Regions from separate parts of the Mus musculus genome. Here all the other regions are linked to region 2. A link is a contact called in public HiChIP or PLAC-seq and promoter capture Hi-C data. All regions are on one chromosome and are shown on one strand. The core of a region is the stretch at or near the end of the contact, and the rest is flanking DNA. Distances in the headings are between cores, read along the strand shown.

Evidence for each region. Promoter capture Hi-C pulls out the DNA fragments that hold promoters and counts their contacts. HiChIP or PLAC-seq counts read pairs in DNA pulled down with a chosen protein or histone mark.
Region 1: a contact with region 2 is called in a promoter capture Hi-C map of embryonic stem cells, with 2.1 times the contacts expected there. The contact joins the promoter of Anks1b here to the promoter of Gas2l3 in region 2. A contact is called at or near these places in 5 of 39 promoter capture datasets (embryonic stem cells, hippocampal neurons, liver and 2 more), 1 of 115 datasets of contacts at active chromatin or transcription factors (large pre-B cells) and 3 of 9 other capture datasets (adipose tissue, embryonic stem cells and liver).
Region 3: an H3K4me3 HiChIP or PLAC-seq map of bone marrow-derived macrophages shows a contact between it and region 2, with 4 times the contacts expected there. The contact joins the enhancer-like site here to the promoter of Gas2l3 in region 2. A contact is called at or near these places in 6 of 39 promoter capture datasets (the HPC-7 cell line, HPC-7-derived erythroid cells, cranial neural crest and 3 more), 13 of 484 Hi-C or Micro-C datasets (the G1E-ER4 cell line, brain, cerebellum and 8 more), 11 of 115 datasets of contacts at active chromatin or transcription factors (the 230-238 cell line, bone marrow-derived macrophages, effector CD8 T cells and 4 more) and 2 of 9 other capture datasets (adipose tissue and liver).

Annotation. Positions count from the first base shown.
Region 1 is chr10:89,872,072-89,874,771 of GRCm38.p6, reverse strand. Anks1b (ankyrin repeat and sterile alpha motif domain containing 1B) reads right to left here and starts at 1,263. Exons shown (of 27, transcript NM_001359241.1): 1 at 967-1,263. The coding sequence starts at 1,100.
Region 2 is chr10:89,442,697-89,445,396 of GRCm38.p6, reverse strand. It overlaps Gas2l3 (growth arrest-specific 2 like 3), which reads left to right and starts at 1,430. Exons shown (of 11, transcript NM_001033331.2): 1 at 1,430-1,542.
Region 3 is chr10:89,701,987-89,704,686 of GRCm38.p6, reverse strand. No RefSeq gene overlaps it. Among named protein-coding and RNA genes, the nearest start is that of 1500026H17Rik, 17 kb to the right of the region's middle. Within about 2 kb of position 1,401, at least 42 of the 459 cell types and tissues checked have an H3K27ac peak or open chromatin away from gene starts, as enhancers often do. A contact at or near this core is called in the HPC-7 cell line, adipose tissue, bone marrow-derived macrophages and 2 more, where this site is marked.

The DNA.
Region 1 (2,700 bases), core at 14-2,513, 430 kb before region 2:
TTAAGTTGCCATTAAGAGATGTTTTAAGATAGAGTTATGTATGATGATAGATGCCTCCAAAAATACACAAGACACACTGAACAATCACGACTTGAGAACTAAAGAGCTTTCCTTGAATTTCATTGAGTGCTCTTCAGGCTTCCTGCCTCCTAAGAGATTTCATTTGTTCAATTCAACTTTTAATAGTTTCTCAAACATGCAGACAAACCCTGCTCTCTCTAGCTCTCTCTAGTATGGTGAATAAAGACTTTGACTTTTTTTAATGTCACCTTAGAAAGAACCTTTGAGAACTAATATTCGTCTCACCTGCAACATGTTAACATTAAAAGGCCTCTGCTGTATTTATTCCACACACGCTTTCCCAAGCCGGATGTTTCCCTCAGCTGTGTCTGGGAAACTGAAAGTAAACTAAAGCTGCCCAACCTGCCTCATCAAGTTTTACACACTCCTGATTGACATCTCAGAAGGTTCCCTGGCTTTGTTTTTGTGGGATCGTTACCCACTGCTGATGCTTTCTGCCCAAGAAGGAAGCAGCAATCCAGGGAGTCGGTGGCTTTCGCAGGATAACTGCAAGCATCCAACAAGCTTCTCATTTAAATAGCCAAATAGTAGGGGGTGGGCTTTCACAGCTGCAAACACAAACAGTACCAGGCATGCCGATTTCCTTCTAGCAACACCAGTACATGTACAAGTTCTGCACCACGGTTTAGAGAAAAGTAGCTGATTGACGCATTGATGGAAAAGCTATTTTAAAATTACTCCAAGAGTCTAAAGCATCGGTCTAACTGGGAGGCTCTTGCCTCCTCTTCACACACACGGTCTGTTTTCCTGTCTAATTTAAGAATGAATCGCTGACACCTCCAGGTGCAATATACCCTGAGGAGAGAACGTACCCATCACAATGCTAACGAGGGGTGTGCATACCACCACCACCACCCCGAGCCCGCAGTGAGTGCCAGTTCTTACCTTAGCAGATTAGACAGGGGCAGAGGTCCGGATCCACCACCCAGGATCCCTCCTTTCCTGCCAGATAGGAGTTTCTCCACCAGAGCCACATTGCCAGTACGAGCAGCTTCCAGCAGCTCCTGGTCCTTCCCCATAGTCTCTCACCGAGTCCGCTACAGAGTCCTTTCCCTGCTCCAGGTCCACTCCCCAAAAGCCAGGGCCCTCCCCGCCCCACCCTATAAGGATGCCCGGGCTTATTCCCTGCAGCCCCGCGCAGGGAGCAGCACGCCGTCCTCCTTCTCTCCGCGCAGCTTCTACAATGGGGAGCAGCCTGTGTTTGGGCAGAGGGGCTGGCCAAGCGGCGACGCGCCCCCACAGCCACTCCCCTGCATTCCCGAGGCCTCCTTCCCGCGGGTGGGGTGCGAGCGGGTGGGGACCGGGCCCGGGCGCTGCCGAGGAACGGAAGGAGGATGCTGAGCTCAGAGAACGCCGAGCCCTGAGCAGGATGCTCCGGCGCTGACAGGAGGATGCTGAGCAGCGGGGAGGATGCTCCGGCACTGAGGAGCTCAAGGAGCGCTCTGAGGCTGATGAGGAGGGAGCGAGTCGAGCGCGTCCTCCCCAGAGCTAGAGGGTATCGAACCACGGCAGCGGAGGCCCGTGCGTACAAACGCCCAGCCTGGATCCACCTGGGTTCCGCGCCCGGCGGGCTCGGGGCTTACACGGGGACGACGGCCGCGGCCCGCGGCTGGGGTGGCTGCGGCCCGCGCCGAGGCTGGGCTGTGCGGACGAGCCGCGGCGGGTGCGTGCGGAGGGCGGCGGCGGCGGCGGCGGCTCGGAGGCTCGGCGCGCGGGGGGCGTGTGCGCGCGGCAGGTGCGGCCCGGGGCCGACCGTGGGGCGGGCGGGGGGTTGGGGGGGGGGTGCAGTTCTGTGCCAGTGGGCGGGGTCCTCCTTGCTCCCTCCTCCGTGCTCCCTCCGCTCTCCTCCCTCCTTCCCCGCTCTTTGCTCCCTCTCCCTCCTCTCTCTTCTCCCCCCACCCCCCACCCCGCTTCTGCTCCCTTCTCCCGTCTCTGAAGAGGTTTAACTGTGTGAGTACTGGAGATCACCCCGCTAGCTGCTGAGGCGCCTTCTCTGCCTGAAGCCCAGAGTCAGTAACCAGACTTGGGGAAAATCTTCCACTAGGAGGTGATGGAGAACGAGGTGCTGAGAAGAGGCGCTTTTGCTGCAGTTTCTGTCCCAGTCCGGGGGACTTGAAGGATATTTCATCCTCTTGCTTTACCTCTCTGGTGAGAGTCTGAGATGTCCGTCCTTGGAAGAAGCTGAAGAGGTTTGGTTTATCCTAGTTTCTGAACCACTGAATGCCTTGTGACTTTTGCAGGTTTTTTAGGGTCTTTAATCAGCCTGAATTTTACTCGGGCTTTGGAGAGCTGCTGACTTGTGCAAATACCAGAAAAAGGGTTCTCATTGGAAATTCTTCCACATCCACCCTAGGAAAAATATAAATGGGCATGGATGAGAGAGCTGCTTTGATTTGCATATATCATCAGCAGTTCATTGTGTATGACTGCCTTGATTTTGTTGGATGTTTTCCTTGCTCGTGGCAGAGAACGCATGCTTATTTTCTTTTGAAACTTCCTGTGACAGCTTGTGGTCAGTTGATAGGAAAAGATGTGATTGTCATTTTGCTTACAACAACCCAACGAACTGGATATTATTACTGTATATTACTTTAGAACTAAAGGAGAGGTCCAGAAAGG
Region 2 (2,700 bases), core at 181-2,680:
ATTGAAGTAGCTCCAGCCAGCTCAGCTGTTATCGGGACATCTTTAGCTCTACGATTATCTTGAACTTCAAACTTAATACACCCAGCGAAAATGAACACTGGTCCTCTACCACAGCTTGTTTTTCCTGTATTCCTAAGACTAGTGCCACCACATAATAACCAAGGCCAGATAAATCACCCTCTTAGTTCTTCCAGATACTTCCTTCATACCCGCCTTCTGAGCTACTTTAGGGAGTTGTCATTTTAGGTTGCTTTTTGTTTGTTTGTTTGTTTTAATGACAAACTATTCTGTTCCTTTCTTCAAAAATCTTTGAAAGTGAACACACCCCCCCCTCCCTAAAATGAAAACCCCACAAATGAATTTCCTTGTTCTTTATATCCTTGTAATTATCTCACAGGCCTGCACCAGGACTGCATCTACATCCCTCAGTATCTATCAGGCCTACCTTCATACACACATACTTTCAGACTGCTCTGTCTCTCCAGGTCCAAACTTAGGTTATGCAAAACGATTCCTTCCAGAACGTTCCATGTGCCTCCCGGGTCCTGCATTTGCTGTTACTCCTGCCTAGGAATCAATCGTTCATAGCAATGACTTCCTCTGGCAGATTCCTGTTGTTCCTTCAATATCTAGTCATTTCCAAACCTCTGACCATCACCCTGTTTCACAGACTCCCCATTCCATGCCCCTCAGCCCTTTGAAAACTGAGATTGTTTTGTTCCCTATGAAAGCTGTATTGTTTTTGTGAGAGACCAGGTTTCAGTTCAATGCCCACAATTTAGAGATGGAGAAGCCTGCACATTCGAGGTGTCAAGACTTAAAAGGAACAGAAGCCGCAGGAATCTAAGAACTTGGGCCAGAACACAGAACCTCCAGGCTTTTAGCCAGTAAGATCAGCCCACATCAAAAAGCCACTTTTGAAGTTAACTCACATCTATCACTACAGTGTAACAATCACATGGCTACATTGTTACTTTGACATCCAACTCCCCTTTCCCCCACGTTTCCTGAAGGAAGAGCCAACATCCTCTTTTGGCTTCCAGGGGTGACTGCAGGGTTTTTCTCTCTCTTTCACAGTGAGGGGCCTGGGGTGGGCTCTGTCTGAAAGACTTCTGCTTTGGACGGGTCCCTGCTGGGTTGGTTTGTGTTTCTGGAAACCTCAGTGCCCCTCCGGATGGATGTAAGCAGATTTTAGGGTTGGAAGGAGCTCAAAGTCCTGGGAAGAGCAACATTCCAGGGCGCTCTGAAGCAGCCTTGAGAGGCGGGCTTCACACACTCTCCTGAACGACGGGACAAATAGGAGGGGTTGTCACTGCCACTGATAGAGACTGGACTGGAAAAGGTCGCTACGAATTCTTCGTGCGGTAGAAAGTCTCCGGAGGCGTGGCGCCCAGACCACGCCTCCGGTTCTGATTGGCTCCTTCGAAACAGGCGGCCGCGCTGGGCGACGAACTGCGGCGGCGGCGGCGGTTGGTTGCAGGCTTGCTGGCACGCACAGATTGAGCCCGAGTCGCCCGGAGAAGTGATCTCGCTCCCGGGCTGGTGAGTGACTTCCCTCTTGGATTTCTCTTTTCCTCCCTAACTTTCCGTTGCCTGTCCTGCGGCATCTTTGCTGCGCCTCAGCACGGACTCCCCACCCCCACCTCCCCAGTCTATAGCGTCCCGGTGGAGTTCAGGTGGGCTACAGAGCTGCAGGATTCCCTAGAACTCTGCGATTGGCTGACTGAGGGAGCCGCCTGCTATGATTGGCTCTTGGGGCTGTCACGGTGACGTTCAGCTCACCTTCCGACACCTGCCCGCTCTGGTGGGTAAGAGGGGCTATAAGTGTGAGCTCGGGAGCGGGAGGGGCGCGAGGTAGAGCCGCGACCTGTCCTGCTCTGAGACACAAACTAGTGCATGGTAGCCGGTCACCCTGCTGCCCAGCGCCCAGCCAGAAAGGTCACTTGATTCTTCTTCATCATCATCCTCAGAAAGGAAGGGATATAATCATTGGCCCAGGACAGACTCCTACTCATGATCACGCTGCTGTTTTGCCCCGTGATAGGCACTACAGACTCTTCCTTATTTCGCTTCTGCAGGGCTCAGATCTCCCAGACTTAACGGAATTAGGGAACATTAGTGGAGCCCTTGCACAACGCTCTCCCACCCACACCCCTGGGTTTGGAGAACTGAATTGGGGGAGGCTTGCAGAATGCCCTGGGAGGCGGAGGAACCATTTGAAGAGCTTGCATCCCCATGCATATCCCCCACCCCCACCCCACCCCAACCTCGTTCCATCCTGTCTCCTTTAAACCTAGGGGCCGAGTCGATCACATTAGAGTGCTCTGTAGTCTTTCTTTAAAACGAAGGAACGTGTTTTTCTGCGGGTCCAGTCTAGGTCAGAGTTTGGGTTTTGCTTAGCCCATGTGAGGTCGTTAATGACTACCCTTAGATAAGTAGTTCTGAATGGCTGTGGGCTCACTTCTCTTGAGCTTACACAGAATGATTGAAAATTGGGATTTCCCCACACCTTTAATTCCCTTCAGGAGGAAACTAGTAAGAATATTCTGGTGTAGATTCTGACGTGGTGCTGCATCTGACTCATCAGTTTTTAAAACTTACTATGGTCAGCTGACACTGCTTTCTAGCTGTCTGCTGCCATGACATTGGAGACGCTGGGCAGAGTTCCTTACCTCAGGCATGTTTTTCACCTTCCTGTTG
Region 3 (2,700 bases), core at 152-2,651, 260 kb before region 2:
TGTATTCCTGCACAAACATCATGACCAAGAAGCAAGTTGGGGAGGAAAGGATTTATTTGGCTTACACTTCCATACTGCTGTTCATCACCAAAGGAAGTCAGGACTGGAACTCAAGCAGGTCAGGAAGCAGGAGCTGATGCAGAGGCCATGGAGGGATGTTACTTACTGGCTTGCCTCTCCTCGCTTGCTCAGCCTGTTCTCTTATCGAACCAAGACTAACCAGCCCAGAGATGGTCCCACCAACAAGGGGCCTTTCCCCCTTGATCACTAATTGAGAAAATGCCTTACAGCTGGATCTCATGGAGGCATTTCCTCAACTGAAGCTCCTTTCTCTGTGGTAACTCCAGCTGTGTCGAGTTGACACAAAACTAGCCAGTACACCATCTATGTCTCTTCTGCCCAGCTATTAGCTGTCAGCATCTTTATTCACCAAATAACTTGGGGGTGGGGGCAAGGTCACATAGCTTCACATGGGTCTACGTGAGGACTCTCTTGTCTCTGGGGCAACCAGGTCTTGGGGGCCTGCATTTAGCATTGCAATACACAGAAAAGACCAGACCTCAATATGCAATAGTCTTGGGATTTCAGTTATGTGCAGCCATAGTCGGCTTTTTAAAAAATATATATATATATTTATTTTATTTGTGTGAGTACACTGTAGCTGTCTTCAGACACACCAAAAGAGGGCATCAGATCCCATTACAGATGGTTGTGAGCCACCATGTGGTTGCTGGGAATGGAACTCAGAACCTCTGGAAGAGCAGTCAGTGCTCTTAACCACTGAGCCATCTCTCCAGCCCAAAATATTTTTTAATGTATTTTATGTGTATGTATATATCTCTGTGTAGCATATGTGCACCCAGTGCCTTTAGAGGCCAGAAGAGAGCATTGGATCCCCTGCAGCTAGAGTTAAACACAGTTATGAGCCAACCTGTGGGTGCTGGGAATTGAACTCAGAACCTCTGGAAGAACTGCTAGTGCACTAAACCACTGAGCCAACTCTCTAGGCCCATACTTGGCTTTTTAAGTAGAAGCTGAGGATTCACATCTGTGCAGCAAGCACCCTTACCTGCCTCTCATTCCCTTGTTGACCTTAAAGTTAGCATACAAAGTAATGGATTTCATTGTGGAATTTTCATACATGTCTGTATACTTTTAATTAGGAGCTTGAATCTAAGCACTCAAACCCAAGACAAATGAAACAGCTTTCATATAAAAAATTGAAACTGATACCAATTCAGTGAGTTTTTTAAGCACTTACATTTTAAACTCCATTTTCCTCTTGACTAGGGACCAAAAAAATGCGATGACAAAAATGCTTTCTTTTTCTGTGTAACTTTCAGGGGAAATTGAATCTGTAACCTATGCCACTTTAAGAGAATGGGGCCAGAGGGTGAACCAACCAGTGTGACAGGAAACAGCAAGAGTAAACAAGAGCAAAGGGGTGGGGGAGGGGCTGAGACAATGGGAAGGAAAGAAGGAAAACCACAAAAATCTCCACTCCCAGCGCCAGAAGAGGGCGTAAGCAAAATCGTGATTTTTAGATACTTATGATCTTAAAATATTTATTTCTTTTTTAAAAAAAAAATCTACTGAAATAATTTTTAAAAGTCTTATTTATTTTACATGCACGTGTGTGATGCTTACATGTATGCATGTGTACCATATACGTGCATGAATATGTGTCTGGTGTCATCCGAAGAGTCCACAAGAGTGGATCAGATCCCCTGCAACTGGTGTTACAGATGGAGTTACAGATGGCTGTAAACTGTCATGTGGGTGCTGGGAACTGAACCTAGGTCCTCAGAAAGAGCAACTGTTGAGCTCCAAACTGTCGAGCCATCTCTCCAGCCCTCTGATCCTCCATGTTTACATCAGTGATTCACAGCCATTAAGTCCTATCTCAAGAGAATAGCTTGAAATAATATTACCCTAAGGGAAATTTCCATTTTGTCCAGAGAGCTCAGGCAAGAAATGGGAAAAAGGACTTAAGGAAATGTACTATACCCTCCATAAGTATTTAGTGTGTAGTGCTAACAACATAAATGACTCAGCAGAAGCAAATAACTTGCACTTATTTTAAATGTTATATTTATAATATAAAATATATGTATATTTGAAAGGATCATGTGGATCCTTATATGTATATATGATATATACATATGTATATATGTAGCTGTCTCCATACACACCAGAAGAGGGCATTGGATCCCCATTACAGATGGTTGAAGGCCACCATGTGGTTGGGGAAACTTGAACTCAGGATCTCTGGAAGAGCAGTCAGTGCTCTTAACTGCTGATCCATATCTCCAGACCTTGTACTCCTTCTTAAAGATAACAACATATTTTAAAACAAGATTCTACAAACATGTTTGAAGACTATCCTCCCTCTCAGAATCACCACCCCTACCAGGCAACAGTTTGTGTTTACAAATTTATAGTGTTTTGCCTCAGGAGTGTTAGTTTAAAGCTTATGGGTGGTATCTTTTGACATTCTTAATGAGTTTCCTTTTTTTTTTTTCCTTTGTATCAAAGAGATACTGGGGTTAATATTAATTTAATTTTAATTTTAAAACGCCAACTGGTGAAGATAAAGAATCATCTCTCCCTTCTGTTTCTCAAAACTCCTTGTCTGTCAAGGGTTGGCAAGTGTGAAACCTTACAAAAGAAAGCAAAAACAAAAACAAAAACAAAACAAAA